3 separate regions of the Mus musculus genome follow, and regions 1 and 3 are each linked to region 2. The links are chromatin contacts, called in public HiChIP or PLAC-seq maps. All regions are on one chromosome and are shown on one strand. Each heading gives the region's core, a stretch centred on a gene start, on an enhancer-like site or on the middle of the called end of the contact. The rest is flanking DNA. Distances are from core to core; before and after follow the strand shown. Region 1 overlaps Kif1b (kinesin family member 1B). Region 2 overlaps Kif1b (kinesin family member 1B). Region 3 overlaps Kif1b (kinesin family member 1B).

Region 1 (4,085 bases), core at 516-3,015, 100 kb after region 2:
TCTCCAATAACTTTCTTCTACCTAATGTCTCTTCCCAGACACCTAATACTTTTGCTGTATGCACAAAGCACCGTGGGGTCCTTCTGCAAGCTCTCAATGACAAAGACATGAATGACTGGTTATATGCCTTTAACCCACTTCTGGCTGGCACAATAAGGTCAGATACTGTTCTTTTGCTTCATTTCCTCATGCTGAGACAGTCTCACTGTATAGCCCAAGCCAGATTCTAAGTTCTCCACCTCATCCCAAGGACTGGGTTTACAGGTGTGCACTACCATGCCTGGCTCGTGAAAGCTCTTTCTCACATTTACATGAGTAGGAAAGATGTGTCGTTCTAACTGGGATGAAAATGGAAAGGAAGGCAAGGGTACGATGATGAGTTACAGGGTGAGACGAGTGCCCTGCTTCCAGTGCAGTGTCGTGCGTCCTCAGCCGTAAGGACACCACCGGTCCTATCCTTCATCTCCTTTAGGTTTCAGTTTTCAGGAGGTCTGCAGAAGGCCCAGAGCACCGAGTAAAGGAGAAACAGTGCTTTAATGGACTCCCATAGTTCAGGCTGTGTGAGAGGAGCGCATCTCACAGAGTCCCCAGCGTAGGAAAGACCTCATAGCTGTCCCTGGGCTACTGTTAGGAGTCATAATGTCCATATGTGCTCTGCAGGCTATCTGCTCTGCGACCCCTGTGAAAAGGGTATTCAACCCCCAAAGGGGTCTCGAGTTGAGAACTGCTGGTCCAGCCATTTGTTTAGGAGCGTAGAAGCCTGGCCTGCAGAATCGGCTGGGAGAGACCAGCATCCACTCTTCTAACGCTGCCTCCTGTTTTTCTCATAGGTCAAAACTCTCTCGCAGATGCCCGAGCCAGCCAAAGTACTGAGCGTTCTCCTGAGCCTTGCTCACCTTCGACAGATAAAGAAAGTGTTACCTCTCATTCTCTTTGTGATTCTTGACAGTTATTCTTGTATGTAATCCTGTGGCTTAACGACTTTTCCCTCCTCACCCTGCACTTCTCTAGCTCTCTGTTCCCTCTCCATGGCTCTGACTCTTCTTATTCTTGTGCTAAGACTTGTAGCATGTGGCCTAACAAGGGGAACAAAACCACTACACGTCCATACACACTCACACTCACACTCACCCACACCCGAGGGGACCCAGCACATCTCCAAATGATTCTCCTGTGTGCTTCAGCTTCCTTTGGATGTTAGGTCCCCTTCACGGTCACTGTCCGACTGTTGTCTCCGTAGCTCTGGTTTTCAGGGTAACTTCTCTGTCTCTCTTTTTCTTTCCCCTTTGTTTATGATAATCTTCTTTTTTCTGGGTGGTTTAGAGACTAAGGGAGGAGACATTTGGTATTGTCAGCCAGGAGAAGAAAACTTGTTAACTTGTTTCTCTCTCTCTCTCTCTCTTCCTCTCTCTCTCTCTTCTCTCTCTCTCTCTCTCTCTGTCTCTTTTTCTCTCAGTGTCTGTCTCTGTCTATTTGTGTGTGTGTCTGGTGTCTGTCTGTCTCTCTCTGTGTCTGTCTCTGACTCTCTCTCTTTCTCTGTATGTGTGTGTGTGTGTGTCTGTCTGTCTCTGTCTCTCTTTCTCTTTCTCTTTGGTGGCTAATCCATGTGTTTCCATTCAGGGAAAGCACTGTGGGAAGCTCAGAAATGGGATTTAAATTCTCTGTCTAAATCAGGGCTCGGAGCATGGATGTATAGAGTGGAAGATGCAGAGGGGCCTTGTGATTGGCCTGCAACAGAGGCTGCTGCTAGCCCTTTAAGACTCGGGCTGCTGCAGTAGATTGGGCAGTGGGTCACAAGGGTGACTGTAGCTCCTTACAGCAGGGTCCAGCAGGCTTGTCTCCTCCCTGGGAAGGAGCGTTTGTCTAGGAGTTTCCCAACTCTAGTCTCAGTGTCACTGTTTGGAATTAGGTGATGTCATGAACAGATTTCCCACAAGAGGGACTGGGGAGTGTTTGACTTTCTGGTGATATGGACCATTGTTGCTTTGAGAGTGCTGAGTGCAGCTTGTGATTGTTGTCGCTCCCTTTGATCAAAGACTTGTAGCTTCAGCATAAATCTTGAGGTCTCCATCTAAATCCAGTGGCCATTTCCAGTAGTTCTCGTCTCCATATGAACAAACATGGCATTGTTTTCTGGATGCCAGAACTGACCAGTCCTTACCACCACTCCAAACAAATCAGAAGGCATTTAGAGTCGAAAAAGATTGTCTCCCAGCAGTTTGCTACTGGATTGTGAAATGCCTCCTCTGTGACATGCCCCCTTCCCCCACTGTCCTCATCTGGTTTGGAAATACTCCCTTAGGAAGAATTTCCCTGCTACCAGTTTCTGTGGCTTCTAACAAACCAGGCCTCCGGGTTTAAGAGGTTATAGAAAATAACGCTCTTCCTCCACCGGCCAGTAAGTGTCGGGGACTGAGTGGGGCACAGAATGCCCGCTGGGGCTACTTGAGTTGCTGTGCCAGTGACTTGGGGAGCATTCACACTGCTGTTTCCTGGCCTTGCCAGCCTGTTTCAGCATCACTCACGCACACAGGAAGGCATCTGCTCACCTCCAGTCTGCGAAGGCTCCTGGCTACCTGAGGGTAGAGAAGGAATGGATTTCCTTCTGGTGGAGAGCCCATCTCCACTGCAGAGCAGCCACTAGGGAGGCGAGCATGCAGCCCCTTGCTTCTCTCTGAAGAACAGGACTCCCAGCTTCCTTTGTTACAGTTGCCTTGCAAAGAAAGGAAAAGTGGACCATGGAGAAAAGGAAAGGAAAGGAAAGAAAGCAAAAGAAAAGAAAGGAAAAGGCAGAAATCAGACTGTTCTTATCTAAAAGATGCTCAGCTCTGGTGGATTTTTAAAACTTTCTTTCTCTCCTTAAAGTATAGGTTACTAACTGTAATGTTACTTGTTTTCTAAACATATCTATGAGATTTTTAATGTAGTTAGAAGTCTCTGTTGTCTAATGGACACAGCATGTCCTTCTGGTGTATACTCAAATTCAGCAGACTCTGTCTATGCCTGTAGACAGTTTCCTGGACCGGAACTAAATCTAATTTCAGGGAAACGAAGATCAAAGGTCGCTTTTAAACTGAATCACTGATGTTGCTGCTGTTAGGAAGGTAGGCAGAAGGATCCATGTCTGTGCCGAGAGGTGTGACGCCTGGGGGAGGGTGGCAGTGTGCGGCACACTAAACCCTGAGATAACTTGTTTTCTTTTAACTCAAACAAAACTGGTTTAGAAAGTCTTTGCTTTGCAAATATCAAATGTTAGCATGAGCCAAACTGGACCCCGCCTTCATCAGAGGCCCCTTAAGGAGACCTCATTAGAAAGCCAGGGAAAGTAAGGTTGGAGCTTGGGCACCTGTGCCTCTCCCTGCTGTCACTGGGACCCCTCCTACTGTAAAGCCCAGGATCAGGTCAGAATCGGAGCATTTGGGGGCTTTATATTCTGTTTCCAGACAAGGTCACCTGCTCCGAAGCTCTGAAAGAGAAAGGGTTTTATGGCAGGACCTGTTCATGAGATTTTTGTGATTGCCATAGTAGCAGGAAAGTTAAGAGAACTAATCTTTAAAATAAGTATTTTTAAGATTTTTTTTTAAATTTTCAAAGCACTCCTTTAAACAAACAAACAAACAAACAAACAAAAAACCTACAAGGAAAACATACAAATTACAGAAAAGTGAGTGCTGGTTAAAATGAATTAGTCTCCCCCTTCCTTTATGTCTTTATCCTCCTTCCTCCCAAGCAGATATAGCCTCATAACTGTCCCCCGCCAGTGCTCAGGCCTCGCCTGCTTCTGGGAGACGACCCTGGGAGTCAGTCAGCTCTCAGTCCCAGACTGTCAGGGACCAGGCAGTCCCTGCACAAGGCGAGGTGGGAGCACAGGCCAGACTGCTTCTGAGCAGGCCCTGATCTCCAGTCCATAAATGAGAAACTTGATGAGGTGAGAGCTGAAGGTTCTTCAGCTAAGAAACCATTATTTTTTTTTCTCTTCAGCTATGTGGAATTTGTATATCTATCAATTTTTCAGGTTTTTTTTTTTTTTATCTTGTTTAGATGAAGGAATGAATGGTTGTGAAAGGTGTTTGGGGTCTAAAACA
Region 2 (4,026 bases), core at 1,302-3,801:
CTGTAAGGTTGAGGCAAGAGATCTGGATTTTCAGGTCAGGCTGGGCTACTTAATAAGTGTGAGGCCAGTCCCAGCTTTGCAATGAGACACTGTCAGAAAACAAAACAGTGGGATTCCAAAGCTAGTAGGATAGCTCAGGGGTAGACCATGTGCTTTGCCTGCACCAAGTCACTCCCGTCCAAACCCGGGTGCCTCATGGTTTCAGTAGCTCGTGTTCTTTGTGCTTATGATCAGTGTTTCAGTTGTCACTGTTTATTTCAGACTTTTGAGTCTCAGGGTTCTCCTTTGTTAAATGGGAATCCTGAGGTTGAGGTAGCTCACCGATATAGCCACTGCATACCATGTGAGACAGAGGCTTCAGTTTCCAGAATCAGTAAGTGGGGCAAAGCTGTTGCTTTCCAACCATCTAACCCAGGACCATTTATAAGGATCAAATACAATGATATATACTTGTAGAAGGATATTTGAAAAATAATTTTGAGTCGGGCGTGGTGGCGCACGCCTTTAATCCCAGCACTCGGGGAGGCAGAGGCAGGTGGATTTCTGAGTTCGAGACCAGCCTGGTCTACAAAGTGAGTTCCAGGACAGCCAGGGCTACACAGAGAAATCCTGTCGAAAAAACAAAAAAAAAATGTTGTGGTTATTCTTAGTACCAAAGTTATTTTTAGTCAGAGGTTTGGTTTTTGGGGGGTTTTTTTTTGCATTTATTTTATTTTTTGTGTGTATGTCTGTGCGTTTGTGCACTTGTGTGGCGGTCAGAGACACCTTGTGGGTCATTTCTCTTTTTACTTTGTGGATTCCAGGGGTTGAACTCATAAGGCTCAGCAGGAAGCCTACTTACTGGTCGAGCCATTGTGCTAGCTAGGAATGTTAAGTTTAAAGTCAGAAATAATTGTGTATAAGTTAGATGAGACTTTTTCTGTGTATATTTGGAACTGCTTTTCATCCATCCACTTATTCAAATATATTTTACCCTGTGTGTGCGCACACGCGCGCGAGAGGGACAAAAAGACAGAGACAAAGAGAGACAGAGACTGTGTGTGTGTGTGTGTGTGTGTGTGTGTGTGTGTGTGTGTGTGTGTGTGGTGGTGGTGGCTGGGGGCACATGTCTGCTGTGCCATGGTGCACATGTGGAGAACGACCATGGAGTGTCAGCTTTATCTTCTTGTGGCTCATGGTCCTGGAGATCCAGCTCAGGTAGTCAGGCTTACACAGGAGGTGCTCATATCTGCTGAGCTTTCTTGCTGGCCTAAGAACTGCATTAAAAAATTTAAATTGCATTAATTATTTATTGTGTGTGTTGGGGAGGGCAGTATTTGTGCCACAGTGCACATGTGGAGATCAGAGCACAACTTTTGGAAGTTGATTCTCTTCTTTCTCCATGTGCGTTCTGGGAATCAAGAATGGGTCATCAGGCTTGGTGGTAAATGCCTGTGCTTCTTACTGGCCCGAAAACTGATTTTATTATATATAAGCTTTTAAACTGCTTACATTGTTTTCATACCAAAACAGCTATGCAAGAGACAGCTGGGGGCTGGAGAGGTAGCTCAGCAGTTAAGGGCACTTGTTGCTCTTGCAGAGGACTGGGTTCATTTCCTATCATTCACTGCGGTGGGTGACTCATAACCATCCAATACTCTGGATCTAGGGAGATCCCTCACCCTCTTCTGGCCTCCATGGGAAATCTCTTTTTGCCTTGGCTCTCCTGGAAAACCTATGTAAAGTAGGGTGGGCTGAGACTTAACCTGCCTGCCTCTGCCTTCGGAGTGCTGGGATTAAAAGTGTGTGTCCCTATGCCCTCCCAACAATAAGATCTGCTAGGAAACCTGACCTTGGTTTTCTGCTGTCCATTTTAAAGTTAATTTTTAAATATTCATGCCAGTAGCAAGGTGCTGTGATTGCGTTTGGTAACCCAGTGAGATCTGAAATGGAGGGTGAGCTAGCAAGCTGGTCTGCTGCTTCTGTTTGTTAGGGAGGGCAGGCCTTCAGTGGTTGCTCTGTCAAGGATTGTGCGTTACAGTAGGCTAAATACTGTTGTTCACAGATGTATTGTTCAGTAATGTGTATGATGTGGGTATAAGCAGGAAATATTCAGCAAGCAGAACCTTTTAGAGTTTTTGGTTTATTTTAGAGATAAAAGTAATTGAAGTAGTATGATGCCCATTGGAAAGCACCGGGGAGGGGCATCTTTATAAGGGAGGGAGGAGACGGGAAAGGTTGGGGGTTTCTCAGAAGCCCTTTGTTTTGGCAGAGCAGAGAATGCAGTAAGGCAATGATTCTGGGGTTGGTTCTCCGCCTTCTGCTTTGTTCTCTTGACTCTGCTGTCATCTTGTTTGCCAGGCTCCTTGGCCTTTGTGGTTTGTTTATGTGTGTGCACATGCTTATGTTTGTGGTGCCTGTTGAGGCCACGGGGTGTCAGATCCCTGGGGTAAGAGTTACAAGTGTTATTGAACTGCCCGACGTGGGTGCTGGGATCTGAACTCTAGGCCTTAGAATTGAGCAGCAAGTGTTCCTTACTGCTGAGCTGTCTGCTGACCCACACTACACCTTTTTATGTTGATTCTGGTGAGTAACTCTGTATGTGGCTAGCACTTTCACCTCTCAGCCATCTCCCTGGCCCCAGCTTTATCTCCTAAAATTGTTCAATATTTGCTTAGGAAGATCAGCTGTTTGTTTTGGTGGGGGAGTGTAAGATCTCACTGTGTCGTTGAGTCTGGCTTCACCTTTTTATCTTCCTACCTTGATCCCCTGAGCCACCATATCTAGCTTTTAGAATTAAAAAAAAATTGTATAAAGCAAGTGTGTTCTAAATTTTGTCCTGTTTTATTTGTTTGCCTGCATGTCTGGTCTCCTGATGCCTGTGGAGGCCAGAAGAGAGGTCAGATCTCCCAGAACTGGATTCACAGGAGGTTGTGAGCTGCCCTGTGGGCGACTGCAATGAACCAGAGTCCTTTGGAAAAGCAGTCTCTCTAGTCGCATGGGGTTGGTTGGTTTGTGTGTTTGTTTGTTTGTTTTTCAAGACAGGGTTTCTCTGTGTAGCCCTGGCTGTCCTGGAACTCACTCTGTAGACCAGGCTGGCCTCGAATTCAGAAATCGGCCTGCTTCTGCCTCCCGAGGGCTGGTATTAAAGGTGTGCACCACCATGCCTGTCTAGTCTCATGTTTTGTTGTTTTAAAGAATGACCATATGGTGACATTGGAGAGTTGTGGCTTGTTTTCTTTTCTTTTCATATCCCCCCTTTGATAGAGTCTTTTTATATAGCCCTGGCTGTCCTGCTGTTCTAGAACTCACTAGGTAAACAAAGCTCACCTTGAACTCTTCCTTTAGAATGCTGGGGTTGAGATGTTGCCACCACTCATTCATTCATATATATATATATATACATATACACACACACACACACACACACACACACACACCTGTTTGGGTTTGTTTTTTTTAAATCACATTAGGGATGTAGTTTGTTATATTTAAATGGTTAAAGCACTTTTTGGTTATAAGTATTTTATTCAAATCTACTTTATGTTTTCTGCCCTTTTACTGTATTGGCAGAAGACTCTAAAAGGTTATGGCTGTAGGTTTTGATTTCATGGTTTTGAAATATAAATGGTGGATATAATATTTTATTTTGTGCCCTTTTCCCTTAATTTTTGACGTAGGATTCTTTCAGCAGATGAAGGCTACTCTGGTATCACTGGGCTTTTTGCTTTGTGTTTTTGAGGCAGAGTCATACTGTGCAGCCTTAGAAGTCCACAAATAATCATCCTCCTGCCTCAGCCTCGTGAGTGGGATGATTACAGGCACGAGCCACCATGCCTAGTCCGTCACGAGGATTTTAACAAACCCAGACATCCTGCTTTTGAGAGAAGTTAATATAAAGTTGCAGAGCTCCCACGCTGATATGTTGATTATAGCTGCAGGCAGAGCCTTGGTAGTTTGTCGACAGCAGTGTAATTACTGCATTAGTGACTTTGAGATATTAGATAAACAAATTTATTCTGCAGAATAAAAAGGGCTTTAAATACA
Region 3 (4,054 bases), core at 966-3,465, 65 kb after region 2:
GCCTGCCTCTGCCTCCCAAGTGCTGGGATTAAAGGCATGTGCCGCCACTGCCCGGCTTTCCATTCTATTCTAAGGTGGCAGTTAGTCATGTCTGTCTGCCGTCTTCTACAGCACCACAGTGTGAGGAGTAGATGATGTCATCTTATGTGGCCTGGTCAGGAGAATCTTGACACAGTGGGTCCTGACATCTCTGTTGCTAACTCAGGACAAGCAACTCAAATGAGTTGGGGGAGGGAAGAAGGGTCTTAAGAAATCCTTTTTCCCTTCATCATTTATATTCTGTTACCCATACTAGCAAAATGAATGTAGCCATTAATACTTCTGCTTAGGACCAGGCATAGTGGCACATGACAGAGGCGGGCAGATTCCTATTCAAACTCCTGGTCTACATAGTGAGTTCCAGAAGAGCCAGAGCTACATAGTGAGAAAAAAAAAAAAGACTCCGTCTTGGGAGCATTTGCATCTTAGGTCAGCTTTGTGAAAGCGCTGAGGCAGACTCCTCCCCAATGGGGCCACTCACTAGGTTGAAGGACGTGTGGACTTTTGCGGAGCTATGGCCTCAGGAGTTGACTTTTCTGTTTGGATTTCTGGGTTCTAGAACTAACACTGTCTTTCAAAAAGGGGCTTGAGGTTTGGTGATGTGGCTGGAGAGAAGTCAGTGCTGATTTCCTATCACCACACAAGATACTGGGAGAAGGTGAGGTAACAGCAGTGAGTAAAGGGAAGAAGAGTTCTCCGTTTTTGCCCTCAGCCATATTTCTCCAGAAGAGCAGCAGCATTCAGCGGTGCAGTGGTGATGGCTGTGATGGGCGGTGCTGTGTTAGCGGGGTACCTCCTGTTCCTGTAATTCCCGCTGTGTTAGCGGGGTAACCCCTGGCCCTGTAATTCCCGCTATCAGCGATCCATATTGGCATACAACTATGATTCACTTATAAAAATTTGCATGTTTCCTTTGAATTCCATTTATAGGTTTGCTTCTTGGCCACGGCTGCCTCTGGTGAATCTTTGTATCGAGAGTAAAAGAGCTTGTCCCTTTAGCCACTCTCTATGGCATGCTGGGATGTTATGATCCATCATCATAACTTGGGATGAAATGTAAAATGTGTGTTAGTCTCTGGGCCAGAGGGGGCAGAGAATGGTTAGTCTGTGACCGTCCTCAGTACCTACATTGACCTCTTTTCCTCGAGTGTCACTATAATCATGCTGACTTTCTTTATGTTGACAAATTAGTTTTTCTTACTGATGTAACTTCACATCATTTTCTGCTAATGTATCTTTTCCATCTTCCCTCCTCTCATCCCGGTTCTCCTTCAGTCTGCTAGGTCAAAGTATAAGGATGTTCCCTACAGAGTTAATCATGATGCTCTCGTGTAAAAGCTGCACAGGAGATGCTAGATACAGCGTTGGGCTAAAGGCTGTATTCTGTTAACACGACAAAGAACTGTCTAGTGAGTGCGTCCATGCATCACAGGCCGGGTGCCTCTGCCTTGCCATAGACTCGTCCCTAAAGTTGGAAGTGTCCAGTAATGCCTTCAGTGCTGCTGGGTATGGGAAGCCTTTGCCATGGGTAGCAGGCTTCCTCCCCTTTAGTGTGCGGTCCAGCATTATTTGTATGATGATATGATGATATGCCTGTGGATGTGTGTTCTTAAAAACTCATAATCCTTGGGCTGATGGCACTGCCTGACCTGTCAAGGTCCTGCAAAACATAGGCATAACAGTGCTTTTATTTTCCCTGATAATTATACTTAACATAGTAAAATTAAGGAATGGCAGAAATGCTAAGTGCTCGGTGTAGTTAATTTCCATCATAACTTTACTCTTGAAAAATCATCCTAGTGTAAAGTTAGATGGCTTGCTTTCCGTCCCTTGCAGGACCTATTTTTCTGAAAAGCCTTCCACTTCTGTGTAAAGATAAAGGACAAGTAACAGGTCACATTCCTGGTTTCTAATTGCATACATATTCACTTACCAAACATTTATTGAGTGTATTTACTGTAAGCCACGCCCTCTGCAGATGGGTAAGCAAAACCAGAGATGGTTCACGTCCTCCCAGTCTTAGTCTGGCGAGTGATGAAGATACCAAGAAATAATCACACAAGTGCACACTGCACCACTGTGGAAACAGAGCTGTGTGAGCCACAGTGTTGGGAGGATCTCCAGTGAGATCAGAGCCCGGGCAGAGAGAGCATCAGTGCTGAGAGGACTACAGGGCTCTTACTGGTCCAGTCACTGAAAGGGTGGCTCTGACTGGATGCCCCTGAGGCAGGGGAGTGCCCTCTGTGTGTGTTGACTTTGGAAGTGAAATCAGCCATTTGGTTCCATATGCCTAATTCTTAGTTTTTTAAACTCAGTCACAGTAGTGGTGTTTGACCCTGCTTGTAATCCTCTCTAGATTACATGTTCATGCATAAGTTTCTGTTGAACCGAAGTTTAACCCTCTGTGTTACCATTCCCTCCCTTGCTTTGGAGCAGACTGAAAGGGAATTGCACACCATGATACTATTTCCTGTTCATTTGCAGCTATTTTTGTTCGCTTATCATTCATACTTCATTTGTGTTCCTAAATGTTATTACTGTGATGCGTTTTACCCATTTTGTAATTGCTTTTGTTGTTTTGAGTTGAAATCCCAGGCTTTTACTCCTTCATTCTTCTCTCCTTGTAACATAAATACATGTTAGGACAGGAATGCAGCAAACAGCTGTGTGTCTGGGTTAGATATGTTAAATTTCCTGGTGTGGTATTTTCTCTTTGTCTTTTTTTTTTTTTAATGTACAAAAATCAGCATATACCAAGTGAGAAACCAGGGGAACAGTAGGAATTAAATTCCACTTTTCTACCATTGAAACAAGAGCACTTAAGATCTGTGACTACTTAGTTCTAACTGCTTTAAAACACATGAATAAGGCAGATGAGAGAGCTCAGTTTTGACGTCATTTCCTACCATGTCAACCACCTGGCTTTGGTGCATGTGACTCACATGGTAGAAAGAAAGTACAGACCTTTCCACGGCTGTTTTCCATCCTCCACGCTCTGTGTGCACATTATCCCCTCACCTGCAAAACACACGCGCGTGCATATGCGCGGGCACACACACACACACACACACACAGAAGCAGACACATGCACGCACACATGTATATACAGTTGAGTAAGAGCATATTAAATTAAAAAAAAAAGAATTTCTACAAATTAATGAACCTTTTAAAAGCACAAACATGGTAGGACTTGTCTAGTTTGTTAGAAATATATCAAGTGTCAGCCAGGTCTGGTATCTCAGGCCTGTAATCTCAGTTAGTAGGAAAGCTAAGACAGAAGGATTGAGAATTTAAAGCTTGCCTAAGCCACGGAGTGAACTCAAAGCCAGCCTGAGTAATTTAGTGAGACCCTGTCTCATTAGAAGGGCTGGGTTTGTAGCTGAGTGTTGAGGACTTATATAGCTAAGTGTGAGACTCCAAGTCTCTCCCCCTAGGGCCCCAGAGAAGGAAATAAAAGGAGGCAGGAGAGACCTGTCAATTCCCTTTTGTTTATGATTTTGGTTTGAGGATCAAAGGCCAACTCTACAGGGCCAGCTGAGTCATCTTAGGATTTATCTTAATTCCCGTTCAGTCTCCAGCAAACTCACTTCACAGACACATCTGGCCACACAGGCTTTCTGCCTTCGTGGCTGGTTCTCACCTTTAATAGTCCTTTAAGTCAAACAAGACTCATAGTGCTGGGATGTAAAGTCCATTTTAGTGCTAGTAACCACTTCACTCACACTTCCCTGCCCTCACCTCCTGGTTTCTGTTGTGTGTGCGCCAGATCTCTTGGCGCATCTTCACTTCTGAAGAGTAAGCTCTTCAGTGGGCTCCCCTGTCCTGGGCGGTGCCCACAGCACGCGAGCCTTCACTTTACTCGTCACTCTTCTTCCAGTGGGGCAGCTTTTTGTAGAGTGATTTGGTCTTTGTCAGCTGCTCTGCCATGCTTTTTGCACTAGCTTTTGTATTGATTATGTATTGAAAACACACCTGGAAGCAATTCAAGAGATCAGAATTCAGAGGTGACCTTAAA

Evidence for each region. HiChIP or PLAC-seq counts read pairs in DNA pulled down with a chosen protein or histone mark.
Region 1: an H3K27ac HiChIP or PLAC-seq map of extraembryonic endoderm stem cells shows a contact between it and region 2. The contact joins two enhancer-like sites. A contact is called at or near these places in 1 of 484 Hi-C or Micro-C datasets (nephron progenitors), 5 of 115 datasets of contacts at active chromatin or transcription factors (bone marrow-derived macrophages, embryonic stem cells, extraembryonic endoderm stem cells and 1 more) and 4 of 9 other capture datasets (adipose tissue, embryonic stem cells, liver and 1 more).
Region 3: a contact with region 2 is called in an HNF4G HiChIP or PLAC-seq map of pancreatic cancer cells. The contact joins two enhancer-like sites. A contact is called at or near these places in 4 of 484 Hi-C or Micro-C datasets (embryonic somatosensory cortex, embryonic stem cells and nephron progenitors), 4 of 115 datasets of contacts at active chromatin or transcription factors (double positive thymocytes, embryonic basal ganglia, embryonic stem cells and 1 more) and 3 of 9 other capture datasets (adipose tissue, liver and pancreatic islet).

The regions. Positions count from the first base shown.
Region 1 is chr4:149,177,556-149,181,640 of GRCm38.p6, reverse strand. It overlaps Kif1b (kinesin family member 1B), which reads left to right. Exons shown (of 49, transcript NM_001290995.1): 48 at 39-157; 49 at 831-4,085. The coding sequence ends at 873. Among named protein-coding and RNA genes, the nearest start is that of Pgd, 13 kb to the right of the region's middle. Within about 2 kb of position 1,765, at least 51 of the 459 cell types and tissues checked have an H3K27ac peak or open chromatin away from gene starts, as enhancers often do. A contact at or near this core is called in extraembryonic endoderm stem cells, where this site is marked.
Region 2 is chr4:149,280,781-149,284,806 of GRCm38.p6, reverse strand. The region is part of intron 2 of Kif1b (kinesin family member 1B); the gene reads left to right. Among named protein-coding and RNA genes, the nearest start is that of Kif1b, 25 kb to the left of the region's middle. Within about 2 kb of position 2,551, at least 56 of the 459 cell types and tissues checked have an H3K27ac peak or open chromatin away from gene starts, as enhancers often do. A contact at or near this core is called in extraembryonic endoderm stem cells and pancreatic cancer cells, where this site is marked.
Region 3 is chr4:149,215,117-149,219,170 of GRCm38.p6, reverse strand. The region is part of intron 27 of Kif1b (kinesin family member 1B); the gene reads left to right. Among named protein-coding and RNA genes, the nearest start is that of Pgd, 50 kb to the right of the region's middle. Within about 2 kb of position 2,215, at least 37 of the 459 cell types and tissues checked have an H3K27ac peak or open chromatin away from gene starts, as enhancers often do. A contact at or near this core is called in pancreatic cancer cells, where this site is marked.